Regions from separate parts of the Mus musculus genome. Here region 2 is linked to region 1. The links are chromatin contacts, called in public promoter capture Hi-C maps. All regions are on one chromosome and are shown on one strand. Each heading gives the region's core, a stretch centred on a gene start, on an enhancer-like site or on the middle of the called end of the contact. The rest is flanking DNA. Distances are from core to core; before and after follow the strand shown. Region 1 holds the start of Mtmr6 (myotubularin related protein 6). Region 2 holds the start of Parp4 (poly (ADP-ribose) polymerase family, member 4).

Region 1 (6,749 bases), core at 1,584-4,083:
GAATCTAGGAATGCAGCAGGCAGTCGGCCGCAGCTTTCAGAAGCTGCTTTTTAGGTGAGAGAAATGAAAGGGTGTAAATCAATGAACAGGCAGATGGCCGTAGTTGGAAACAGGCAGGAGGAAAGCTCCACTCTAGATAATCTCCTTAGTGGCAGCAAGGTCAAGTTCTGACTCAGCCTGCTTCAGGCTTAAGGGAGGCTACACATGTTCAAGGGACACATACCCAGGTTACCTCAAATACCATGCTATAACATGTTAGGAAATGTATGAAACTTTTATACTAATAGAACAAAGAATGTTATATGTCAAGCCATTTTGCAGCTATATCAGTGGAAACATCCAGAAGGCAGATTACAGCAAGGCAGACCAGTCTCTGCTTTGGTCTCAGATGCTCTCTGACAACAGTATTAGCCTTTGGGTTGGTGGAAGCTAGGGATCTTTTTTGTACATTCTAAAAGGATAAATACAACAGTCATAAGGGTGTTAGGTCACACGCAAAAATGGACAATAAGTTGGTGACTATTTGGGGGGCTAAAGATAGCTCACTATAACTTGGCTCCCGCTTCCTAATCAGATCTCGTTATTTGGCCAGATTCTTACTGATAGTTACTGCATTTCTGACAAACATTAACTTAAGTTCTCCTTTTAAAAATATGTTTTTGTGAAAGATCTCAAATTATTAAAAGAATTGCTCAATGAAGGAGCTAGAGAAAGGACCCAAGGTGCCAAAAGGGTTTGCAGCCCCATAGGGGGAACAACAATATGAACCAACCAGTATCCCCCCAAAGCTCCCAGGGACTAAACCACCAACTAAAGAGTACACATGGTGGGACTCATGGCTCCAGCTGCACATGTAGCAGAGATGGCCTAGTTGGTTATCAATGGGAGGAGAGCCCATGGTCCTGTGAAGGCTCTATGCTCCAGGGTAGGGAATGCCAGGGCCAGGAAGCAGGAGTGGGTGGGTTGGTGAGCAGGGGGAGGGAAGAGGGGATAGGGGATTTTCAGAGGGAAAACCAGGAAAGAGGATAACATTTGAAATGCAAATCAAGAAAATATCTAATAAAAATATGTTTAAAAAAAAAGACTTGCTTATGGAGGAAATGAAGACTAACCAAAACCAAATAAAGTTGATTGATAGAGCTTAAGGGTGGCCTGTTTGGAAATCTTTTAAACATTTTTAAATCGTGAACCCTTTTCAGCAGAAAAACTTTTATTTATCTTTGGTTATATAGGTACTTACAATAGGTGTACAAATCAAACATTTGCTGATAATATTTTGCTTGTTTGTTTTTGTTACAGTCTCACTATGTGGAACAGCATGCTCTGAAATTTACAGGCAACAACTTGCCTCTGTCTCTGAAGTGCTGGGATTAAAGTCATGCCCCAGCATACAAGGTAAATTTATTTTTACAAACAATTCTTTTGTACACATACATCTTTACTACTTAATTATGAGTAGAACAGAGATAGATATGTTTTTCTGATACAGCTCAATTCAAAGATACACTAATTTGATATATACTAAGGAATAATAGGAAAATATGAAAAGTTTTGCTTTCTGTAATCAAACTGCTCTTTCTATAAGAGTAGCAATGTTTGTACAAACTGTAAAGACACCACAATTCATAACACATAGTAGATGAAATCTGATCTGAGGCAGTTACTGTCATGAACACAGCAAAGTACAGTTGTAGAGATTTGAGACCCAAAGCTTATTCCAGAAGCAAAGCCAGAGATAGGCTGCGTTTTTAATCAAGTTTTGGTCAGCTCCTGGTCCCCAGGGTTGCCATGAACAGTTTAAAAGTGTTGGTTTAATTGAAAGGTCTTTTGCAGGAGGCAGCCAGAGAAGCAAGGAGAGAGCACACCAGCTACCCGTTAGGAAGGCAAACTGCCCATCCCAGCCATTTTTGTTTATTTACAAAAGACAAAGATCAGAAAAGTTTCTAATAAGAATTTAACAGATGGGCTGTTGAAATGGCTTAGTGTGTAACAGCACTGACCACTCTTCCAAAGGACTTGAGTTCAAATCCCAGCAACCACATGGTGGCTCACAACCATCCATAATGAGATCTGATGTCTTCTTCTGATGTGTCTGAAGACAACTGCAGTGTACTTATTTATAACAATAATTAAATCTTTGGGCCAGAGCGAGCAGAGGTCCCTAAATTCAATTCCCAACAACCACATAAAGGCTCACAACCATCTGTACAGCTACAGTGTACTCACATACAAAAAAAAAAAAAAAAAAAAAAAACAACAAAAAAAAAAAACTTAAACAAAAAGAACTTAACAGATAAGCCATCTTTCCAACCCTGAGCAATATCTTTCAAATTAAAAAAAGACATTCATGTAGCATCTTAAATTAAAGTGCAGCCTTATCTATAAGCCTGTAAGAGTAATATCCTGCCCCTTGGTAACAAAGACCATACAAAATGTACTCAAACTTAATACTGATAATCATAATAGAATTTAATAGTTCATTACAGGAGCCCAGTGCTCCATGAGTTTCTAAATGTAATTTAACCTGGAATTTAGAGGTATCCAGTCTCGCACTCACTGGAAAATTCCTTTTGGTCAGGAAAAGGAATATCTTTAAACCTAGAAAAAGCTTCTAGTCCCTCTTGCTGATCCTTGTCTAGCTGAACATGTGGGTTAGCTTGGTTGGCCGGGGCAATACCAGTCCTCCATCAGAGAGGGCGCTGTACAACAGGCCATGCATGTGGCCCAGCTAGCATACGCTCTCTATGGGCGACACTCAGCCGGCTGTCAGGATCCCCTCTGAAGCTAAGATTTGCGGAAGTGTTTCTAGGCGACAGAGCTCTCAGATGACGCCTGCGCAGTGCCACCGGCGGCGGGGGTGGCTGACGCTGCCGGGTTGAGGGAGTTCCTGCGGGTGGCTGTCACCGCCCCGTTTCTCTCCCGATGGTGCTCTCCTGAGGCCAGCTGCCTGCGGGCGTCGCCCCGGGATGGAGCACATCCGGACAACCAAGGTAGTCGGCGGGAGATCCTCGCAGCTGCCGGGGTCCATTGGGCAGAGGCGGACGGGCAGTTTGGGGGTGCGGGGCCTCCGTTGAGGGCCGGCAGTTTGGGGGTGCGGAGGCCGTGTGGACAGCGCAGGCGCCTTGGCAGGAGGTGCTTGGGGAGTCGGCAAACGGTGGCCGCCCAGCGAGCTTTGCTCTTTTGGACAAGACTGGGGCTGCTTTTTACTTTGGGGGATTTCGGCCGATCGCCGCCTGGCTCGCCCCCAGGCTGGTGGGTCCAGTTATCCATCAGTGCTGTGCTGTTCTTGAACCAGTCTTGCTCTGGTTTAAGTGCCCCGCCCGCTCTTTTCCGCGGTGCAAATATTAGCGCATCCGAGGCCACTCACTTTTCTAGTTCTCCAGACACTTAGAGTTGATACTTCTGTGCTTCCAACTTTAGGCATTGTCTTAAGTGTAGGGAGCCAACTTGACAGCAGTTATGCAGAAGGGGAAAGAAAGGCTGTGTCATATTGTAAAAGGTCCATGGAACTTTCCTATAACTGAGCTTGTTTGTCAAGTCCGTGCTTAATTTTTCTGTGTGAGAAGAATTCAGAGAATGGCCAAACTTCAGCCTCAGAAAGGGCCAAAACAGAAATGGAGATCAAAGGGCGTGAATGACCTTTTAAGATGAGGAAAAACACCTCTCTGGGCTTTGCCAGAGCCTTAACTGTCACTTACTGTCTGTCCTAAAGGTCTTAAAGTTACAGGTCATTTGGGAATAAACTGCATTTTTTTCTTCATTATTCTTTAAAACGCTTCACAGTCCTTGATGTTATGGATAACATAACATGAATTTTTGTTAGGATTTATTTTGGAGTTTGCCTATACTATTTGTAGGAAATGTGGAGGTGCTCCTCTTCCAAAATTTTGGTTTTTTTGAGACAAGGTTTCTCTGTGTAGCTCTGGCTGTCCTGGAACTTGCACTGTAGACTAGGCTGGCCTTGAATTTACAGAGAGCTATCCTCCTTTGATTCCAAGTGCAGGGATTAAAGGTGTGCACCACCACTGCTTGGCAGATTTTATTTATTTATTTAAAGAGAAGGAACGTTTAAGTTGCTGACATTTAAAATTTGAAAATGGGAGGATGATTCGATGTACAGCAGAGGGTGCTAAGGCAGGGAAGAGAATGAGAGTGAGCATGGGAGCCCTTCTTGTCCCTGTCACAGGGCCCTAACAGCTGTCGGCTCAGAAACTGCCTTCTACTCTGAACCTCATTGCTTGTTTGCTGCTGAGAATCTCTCTCTCTCTCTCTCTCTCTCTCTCTCTCACACACACACACACACACACACACACATCAGTGAAAGCAAACAGAATCCAGTGAACTAAAAACACCCTGATCACTAAGTGAGCACTGGTGGGAAAATCTAGATGATTCCCTTCATTAGTTACAAAATGACCTCCGTCAGTTTATGAAGAACCGATCTGGCCTTTGGGGTGTATAGCTGTCATTTTTATGATCTTGAAGGTTGTTCCTGATTAAACCTTACTGTCTTCCTGGTAGGCCCATGCTGCTGTTAGGTAAGGCTGCTTTTTGCTCACCTTTTAGATCTGACCTTTTATGTCTTTTTTTAATGGTTAAGAGATTTCCAGTTGGTTTCCAACTGAAGTTGCTTCTTAAGGGACTGCCTTTGTTATTTTGTGTCACTGTTGTGGCAAGGAGGCGTTTCTCTAGAGAAGTCTTAAGTGGGTGTATATAGACTATAGTGGAACCGAGGTTTGCTGGGAACTAGCATGTACACACTTGACTGACACTGGCATCCCACACAAGAGCATCATGAACCTCACACTGTAGTCTGATAATTGTTATATAGACTCTACTGTTTCCTTAAATTATGGTTTGGAAAAAGTGTAGTCTTACAGAATTGCTTTGAACATAACCAAGTTTTTGTTTTTATTATGTATACTCTTCTCCCAAACATATTTAATTGCATAAAAATATGTTTTAGGCTAGGCGTGGTGGCGCACGCCTTTAATCCCAGAACTCGGGAGGCAGAGGCAGGCAGATTTCTGAGTTCGAGGCCAGCCTGGTCTACAAAGTGAGTTCCAGGACAGCCAGGGCTACACAGAGAAACCCTGTCATGAAAAAACAAAAGAAAAAAAAAAGTTTTAAACTCTGTGTAGTTTAATTGGTATAATCAGAATTGTTTGTAGGGCTCTCAGGATGGCTCAGTGTTGGTAAAGGGACCTGATGCCAAGCCTGACGATCGGAGCTGGTTCTCCAGAACCCACGCGGGGGAAGGAGGGAACCAACTTCTCAAAGAGTCTCTCTCAGCTCCACACAGGTTTCTTGGCCTGTGCATGCCCACCCCACCCTCAAGTAAAAGTAATAAACATTTTTAACTGATTATGATAATGTATGACTGTTCAGTGAGTTTCTTTTAATGTTGTTTAACAGCTGTCTTTGAAAAGTAATGATTACCTTCTGTTAGGCAATTATATCAGTGAACACAGTTATGTACCATTGTCATAATTTCACAATGTTCACATTTCACATATATGTTAGTTCATTAGCTCTCATCACCATGATGTTTACTTTTAATAATCACCTTGACACAAGGTAGAGTCACTTGGGAAGGGGGCCCAGTGACAGACATTGGCCTGTGAGGGTTTTTTTTTTCTTTTTGTCTTAATTGGCTGAGGTGGGGAAGGCCCATCCTAATGTGGGCAGCAGCATTTTGTGATCTGGATCCTGAATGTATAAAAGTAGAGAAAGCAAGGGGGCGGCATTTGTGCATATATTCTGTCTCTGCTCCTGAGTCTAGATGTGACCTGTTTTCTCAAGGTCCTGCTGTGACTTCCCCACAATGGTGGTTGGAATTTTAAGCCAAATGAACCCTAGCTTTATGTCAAAGAGTGTTATCACAGCAACAGACATGGAACCAGGACCATCAGTGATCTAAAAATGGACCCTGCCAGTGGTTTTAGAATCTCCATTTATAGATGAGGAAGAAATTAGTAAGTTTGAATGACCTGTCAGGTTAGCCATGTATGGCTGTTAGAATTTAAACTAATGTCTAACTCCAAAGGTGAGGTGTGCTCTTCCTAGCATGAACAGTTGTAATAAAATTGTGAAATTGGCATTCACTTAGAAAAGATTAACTAAAAGGGTTTCCCTTTTCTAGGTTTACCATAAGTAATAGTTTTATATTCTTGTTTTTGTATCTTGTTTTTGTATTTTGTATTTTGTTTAGAGTTATCATTTGCTTTGTCCTCTGCTATCAGAGATTAAATAACTCTCGCGCCAACATTCAGCTGTTAGCTATATCATCCTATTTTTATATCACATTTGCCTTGAAACAGGGTCTCTCACTGAACCAGATGCTCAACCTTTCAGACAGGCTGGCTGAACTCTTTAGATCGCTTGTCTTTGTTCTCCCAGTGATGGGGCCACAGGCACATAAAACTATGGCTGGCTTGCTACATGGATGCTGGGAGTTCAACCTTAGGTCCTTGTGTTTGTTCTTACTCACTGAACTCTCTCCCCAGACCCGAGAACTCAAAGATTGTTTTTTTTAAATTATTATTATTTTTTTATTAGATTCATTCATTTTATGTGTGGGTGTTTTGCCTGCATATATGTTTGTGCACCATGTGTGTGCTTGGTGCCCAAGGAGGACAAAAGAGGACAAGATTCCCTGGAACTACAGTTACTAATGATTGTGAGATGCTGTTTGGGGTGCTGAAGCAACAGATACTTTTACCTAGTGACCTGTCTTTCTACCCCCAGTT
Region 2 (6,749 bases), core at 3,062-5,561, 3.7 Mb before region 1:
AAATTATCTGCACTGGAGAAGGAGGAAGTTACGAGGAGACAATTCAGACCTTGATTGAGGAAGATACGAGGAGACAATTCAGACCCTGAAAACTTTCAGCTGACAGGTCCGCCTCCCCTGAAACACAACTCTTCTTGAAAGCAACAAAGCTTTTGGAGAAGCCGAGATAAGGCCTCCTGAAAGACTGCAAGCGGCGCCACTGCACCCGGCCCGGCGAGCGTGTCGCCCGGAACAGAAACACGCACCCCGGCCGACCCCCTTGAGGACCGATCCCCCGGGTGCTCGGAAGAACAAAGCGGGCTTAAGCCCCGGAACCACCGCCGCCCGCGGGCGCCAAGCCCTCCGCGCCATGCCAGCCCCAAAGCCCAAGCTGGCCTCTCAGGAACCGGGCGGCGGACGGGCTTCTCCGCTCCTTCCGCCCATCAGTTACCGTTCTTCGAAGAAACAGCTGTTCAGACCGCTCCGACCAGCGATAGTCACCACTTAGCTGGCCCGGCATTTACGAATGAGCCGCCACAACCATCGCTGCAGCCAGAGCCCCGCCTCCTGGACCGGCCCCGCCCAACTCTGGTCCAGTGACTCCTGGGAAATGTAGTTCCTACAGTCCGTGTGAGCTTGCGCGCAGGCGCCTCGGACACATGCAAACTACAACTCCCAGCAACACCGCCATAAACGTTGCTAGGGGATGCTCTATGCGCGCTCTTTTGCGGCGGGCACTGGTCAACAGCTGTTGTTCTGAAGTCAACCGATTGAGATCTGACCCCTGCGGTAACAGAGAGCGTACTCCATTGTGCCAGGAACACAGAGATTCAAACCGAATCTAAAAGACGACAGGTTTGGGAGAGTTTCGTCGTCTTCGCTTTTCTCTTTGAATGGGTTTGATTTAATAAAGACCTGTTTAAAACAAAAAAGTGACATTGGTAGGACGAATAAGTGAAGATAACCGTGGAAAAATTTACTCCGGAAATAATCATCTATTATGTGGCTAGTCGATGGCTGCACAAAGTGTGTGCATTCAGTGTTTAAATTATATGGAATATTGAAAGTGCAGATATTAAAATTATATATGGAATGTTGAGCGCAGATTTCACTGTTTATTTGTTTTGCCACCAGAGGGGTTCCAAAATACAGACATGACCCTTTAATCTAGGATGCTACAACACTTCAAGCTACCACAGTTTTTAGACTAGGTTTGAACAATATTGTAAACTAACATCTGTTTTTTAAATATATAATTTTACTATTTTATTTTTACTTTATGTGCAAGCATATTTTGCCTTCATGTTAGTATGTGCCCTGACGTGTGTCTGGTGCCTGTAGAGGTCATAGGGGCCATCTGATCCCATGATCCCATGGAACTAGAGCTACAGATGTTTGTGAGCTACCATGTAGGAGCTGGAAACTGAACCCAATCTTGGGAGAGAGAACAGCAAATGCCCATAACCACTAGGCCATCCCATTTTCTCTTCTCCGGTTGATCAAATGCTTGCCTAGTATGTTCTATCCTCAGCACTGTATAATCCAAAATTGGTGACCAGTCTCTCAGGTGGGGAAGGTGAATCAGAAATTCAAGGTCACCCTCCAATATAGAGTAAGTTAGAGGCCAGTATGTTAACATGAGATTCTATATAAAAAGGTCATCAAGAAGAATTGCCCTTTATACTAATTAGTTCAAATAAATCAATATTATTAAAGATAATTAAAATTTTGTACAGACACCTCAAACATGGAGACGGGAAAAGTTTTTGTTTTGCTTTGTTTTGTTAGGTTACATCATAGATGAAAAAGCCAAAGTTCAAAACTACCAAGATCACACACCTAAAATGTTGACAAGAGAATGGAGCTCAGTGGGTAGCAAAGACCTTGCCTGCTGTACCAGAGGCTGAGTTCCATCCACTGCCCTAAGCTGATTAGTCAGTAAATTAATAACTTAAGATGCTGAATGAGGGTTCAAATGGTCTTCTTTTGGCCTGAAACCATGCCCAAAAATCATTTTCTTAAAATGTGTGTCTTTGACAATAATCACAATATTCTCTACTATTTCTGCCTACATTTTATTTGGTATAGTATGTTATGCCACATTGCTTGTTGTCTGAATAAACAAATTTTATCACACTCATCCTTTCTCTCTCTCTCTCTCTCTCTCTCTCTCTCTCTCTCTCCCTTTCTCTCTCTCTCTCTCCTAGTTTTCTTGCCTTCACTTCCCAAAGTATGTGCCACAAAGCATGTCTCCACATTCAAGTTTAAAGTAGCTATTAAGATTTTAATAAAGGGCTGGAGAGATGGCTCAGCGGTTAAGAGCACTGACTGCCCTTCTGAAGGTCCTGAGTTCAAATACCAGCAACAACCATCTGTAATGAGATCTGATGCCCTCTTCTGGGGTGTCTGAAGACAGCTACAGTGTACTTACATATAATAATAAATAAATCTTTAAAAAAGATTTAATATGGAAGTTATCACCTGGAACCTACATACCTATATTTTAAAAGTAGAGTATAATGATCCAATCACTTGGGCAGAGGAAGAGCCTTGAACTAGCTACTTAGAGCTGAAGAGCAGCCTGGACTATATAGAAAGGCCCTGTCTCAAAAAGGCAGAAAGATCTCTGTGAGTTGAGGCCACTCTGGTTTACAGAGTGAGTTCCAAGACACCCAGGACTGTGATACAGAGAAATTCTATCCTGGGGCGGGGGGAGAATAAAATTAAAATAAGTAGCACACAGCACATTATTCAACTGTTGACTGTGTGACCCCACCCCCACCCCCATTGATAAGCTGTGCCAAAACCATGAGTGGCATCATCCCATGGGCTAAGGACCTGAATGGAATTAAAGGGAAAGCAGACAATACTCATCATTTCACTTATTACCCTCTGACTGTGGGCAAGATGCGATCAGACACCTCCTGCTCCTGCAGTCAGACCTTCCCTGCCATGAAAGACTGTACACCCTAGGACTGTAAGCCAGCACACCCTCTCCTTCCAAAAGCTGCTTCTATCAGAGCAATAAGACAAGAAACTAGTAGTACAGTAAAAATGTCTCCTTTTCTGCTTTGCTTTTTAAGAACTCACTAAAGATCTTTGACTTCTGATCCTCCTGTCTGTACCTCCAGTCTGTAGGGACTACACACATATACCACCAACCCTGTTTTTAATACAGTATTAGGGACTGAACCCAGGGCTTCACACAGCACTTTAACCTGCTGAAGCATATCCTCAGTCCAGTAAAGACGTTTCTAGGGAGGGGGAGGTGGCTCAGTCCCTAGAGTGCTTGCCTGGTAAGCATAAAGACCGGAGTGTAACACACCCCCCCACCATTTTAAAAAGGAAAAAGCTGGAAGCTGGCTAGGTGGCTCAGTGGGTAAAGTATTTGCCCTACAAGCCTGATGACATGAGTCCTATACCCAGTCATGTCAAAGAAGAAGAGAAATCATAAGCACACATATGTGTATGCATGCAAACAAATATAGTATATTATATATACTATATATAAAGCCATATAATATACATATAAAGCCACACATAATGGTATGTGCTTGTAACCCCAGTGCTGGGAGGAAGAGACTGGTAGATCCTTAGTGCTCACTGGCTACCTAGCCTAGTACACATAATAAGTTCCAGATCATTTGGCACCTGAGGACAGCACCCAATAAATCATGTCACCAAAATTCACCTTTTACATTCAATTCTCTAGTCTAGACCTTATAGTCTCGTTTCATTCATCATATTCTGAAATTATTAATGGAATTATTTCTAAATCAGTCCCTACTCAGTACATTTCTGATTCTAGCGCCCAGGGCCCACACATGTGAAGCAAATAACCAGCTGAGCTGTCTAGCCCTAGACCCATCGTTTGAGCGTCTCCAATTAGTGATGGATGCTATTGTGCGCTTCAAACTCAGAAGTTCTCATTTTCTTCCACTGTTGCTGCTGAAAATCGAACCCAGGGGCCCACAAATGTTAGCCAAGCTTTCTACCAATGACCTAGCTCTTCAGTCCTAAATTCTCTCTGATGCCCCTTTGGGAAATTTGTTTCTTACCTGCCCTGGGATTCCAGCACCCTATTTAACCCCAATCCGTAATCATTTCTCTGTCAAAAGTCCCCATCCATCAAGTCTCCCAGATTCGAATTTTGGGTTTACTCCTACTGGCAATTTACACTCTGAAAAAGAAAGTGAAAGTCCTGAACGCTAGGCTGATCTGGAAAGCTGAGGCCACGCCTTCTCCCCAGCTGGACAGTCGCAGGACATCCCTCTAAGGGGCGTAGGTCCGGTGTTCAGGAGCCGCAGCCACGGTCCCGCCCCGCCGCGCCCCACCTAACCCGGCTGCGCCTGGAGCGGAAGCACCAAGGCTGGAACGCTGGCTGCGGAGCACGGAGGAGGGGACCATCCGACACCAGGAAGGGCCAGGCGGGATCTCCGAGCAGGTGCGTGGGTACCCCAGGAGGCTGTCTGACAGCCCGAGGGTCCCCGGTAGTCTCTGGTGGTCTTGACCTTCTGAGGCCTGGCTCAGGGTCAGCGGCCCTAGGAGGGGAGTGCCAGGGGAGGGGAGGTCAATGTTGACTGCGCCATCAGACCCACTGCTGTTTTGGGAAAATAACTGCAACAGAACGCAACATTTCTTTACTTTCTGAAAGTTGAGGAAACTTTTGGTAGAAGAAAATAACTCATTGAGGTCTGGAGTTGAAATTTAGCCGAATCTGACTAAGCTCCGGGTCCTATTAAGACAAAAAATAAGTAAAAAAGATGGGGTGAGTTAATTTGCAGTTTTAGCCAAGACTGGGAATAGAGAAATTCTTAGTCTGTCTAGGCCTTACCTATGGCAGTTACAATTTATGTTAATGAAAAAGGGGAAGGCCAGGAAATCCGCCCCACGTAGATTTGTCCTTAGGTTGGATTTATGCCTCTGTCCTACTAAAGGTACTTCCGGTGCTATGGCTATTCTTGGTTGTTAAATTGACGCACCTGGAAAAAAATGAACCTCAATTGAGAAATCGCCTCCGTCAAATTGACCTCTGGGGTGTGTCTGCAGAGCATTTTCTTGATTGCTAACTGAAGGAAGAGAGCTTAGCCCACTGTAGGCACCGCTTCTGGGCAGGTGGTCCTGGATTGTATGAGGTGAGCAGAAACAGAAAGCAAGCCAGTAAACTGCGTTCTTCCTTGACCACTAATTAATCTACTCACTTTACATGCCAATCACAGCCTTTAATCCAGTCAGTTCCTTAAATTGTGCTACTGTTATGAATAGTAAGTAAAAATATCTGTGTTTCCTATAGTCTTAAACCCACTGTCAAAGGGGTCAAGATTGAGAACCACCGGCTTCCACGTTCCTGTCAGGGGTTCATGCCCTGACTTTCATGTTTGACTGTAAGCAGTGAGATGAGGTAAGGAAGAGTAACAACAGGATCAAAGCTGGGATCTGTCTCAGGGCAGCCAATAGGAAGACGGCTTGTGATGGGCTCCCCTACGACACGCTGAAAGGAAGAAACGTGGGTGTTCACTCCCTAGCGAGGCAGCCTTCTCTCTCCACTGTGCAGTTTTTTGTTTTGTTTTGTTTTTTCGAGACAGGGCTTCTCTGTATAGTCCTGGCTGCTCAAGAACTTTTTCTATAGACCAGGCTGGCCTCAAGCTCAGAGATCAGCTTGCCTCTGCCTCCTGAGTGCTGGAACCAAAGGCGTGCACCACCACCACCACCACCACCACCACCACCAGGCTCGAGTTTGATATTTAAAAGCTATTGGAAATGACTTTTTTCCCTTCAGGTCTTTTTGACACGTTTGTATTTGGTTCAGTGAAAGGATGCCTATGTTTTGTTTGTTGGTTTTTTTCTGCTACTTTTCTAAAAGTGTTTTTCAAGTCTAAGGATTTTCTGGTAGAAGCCAGTCATGGGGGCACACCCCAGTAATCCTAACACTCTGGAGGCTACAACAGGAGGATCACCATGAGTTTGAGACCTGAGCTTCACAGTGAGCTCTAGGCCAGCAGGTACAGATTGGATCTCAACATTATACCAGGCCGGTGAGGTGTAGTGGTACACACCTTCAAGCCTAAGACTCGGGTGAGAAAGAACTCTGAGATCGAGCCCAACCTGGTCTACATAGCAAGTTCTAGGCTAGCCAAGGCTAAAAAAAATGTAAAGCAAACCAAACAAATTCACTAAAACCCAGCAACACATAGTGTCTGGTGGGGTCTTTAGGATCTTTTGAGGATTGCATCGTGTCATGCAGAAATAGGGGTGAGTTGGCCGTTCCCTTTCCCATGTCTGTTTCTCTTATTTTCTCTCTTACTAGTCCAGTAAGACTTCTAGCACCATATTCAAAAGAGTGGAGAATGGCCACCCTTGTCTCCTTTCTAACTTTAGAGGAAATTCCCCATGTAGTGTGATGTTGGCTACAGGCTTGCCGTATTTAGCTCTTAAAACATTGAGGTATGCATTTCTTCTGTCTCTAGTTCTGCAGGGGCTTTGTCATGAAGGATGTTGGACTTTGCCAAAGGCCTTTAATGTGTCTACAGATGTGGTCATGTGATTTTTGTCATTACATCTCTTCAGCCCTTGTACTATATTCATAGGTGTGGATGTGTTGAGCCAATCTTACATTCCTGAGATGAAACTAACTTTATCACAGTGTTCTTGAAATGGATTTACAATATTCTTTAGAAATTTAGTGGTTGTTGGAGAATTTGGGCTGTTGTGTCCTCTCTGGTTTGCTGTGCTGTGGCTTTGTAGGATAAGTGTGGTAGTGTCCCTTCCCT

What was found. Promoter capture Hi-C pulls out the DNA fragments that hold promoters and counts their contacts.
Region 2: a promoter capture Hi-C map of pre-B cells shows a contact between it and region 1, with 4 times the contacts expected there. The contact joins the promoter of Parp4 here to the promoter of Mtmr6 in region 1. A contact is called at or near these places in 2 of 39 promoter capture datasets (liver and pre-B cells) and 1 of 484 Hi-C or Micro-C datasets (CD8 T cells).

What each region holds. Positions count from the first base shown.
Region 1 is chr14:60,262,372-60,269,120 of GRCm38.p6, forward strand. It overlaps Mtmr6 (myotubularin related protein 6), which reads left to right and starts at 2,834. Exons shown (of 14, transcript NM_144843.4): 1 at 2,834-2,990. The coding sequence starts at 2,967. Gm38641 (a long non-coding RNA gene) reads left to right here. Exons shown (of 3, transcript XR_874661.1): 2 at 1-54; 3 at 1,300-1,536.
Region 2 is chr14:56,571,308-56,578,056 of GRCm38.p6, forward strand. Parp4 (poly (ADP-ribose) polymerase family, member 4) reads left to right here and starts at 4,312. Exons shown (of 35, transcript NM_001145978.2): 1 at 4,312-4,423. Cenpj (centromere protein J) reads right to left here and starts at 539. Exons shown (of 17, transcript NM_001014996.2): 1 at 431-539.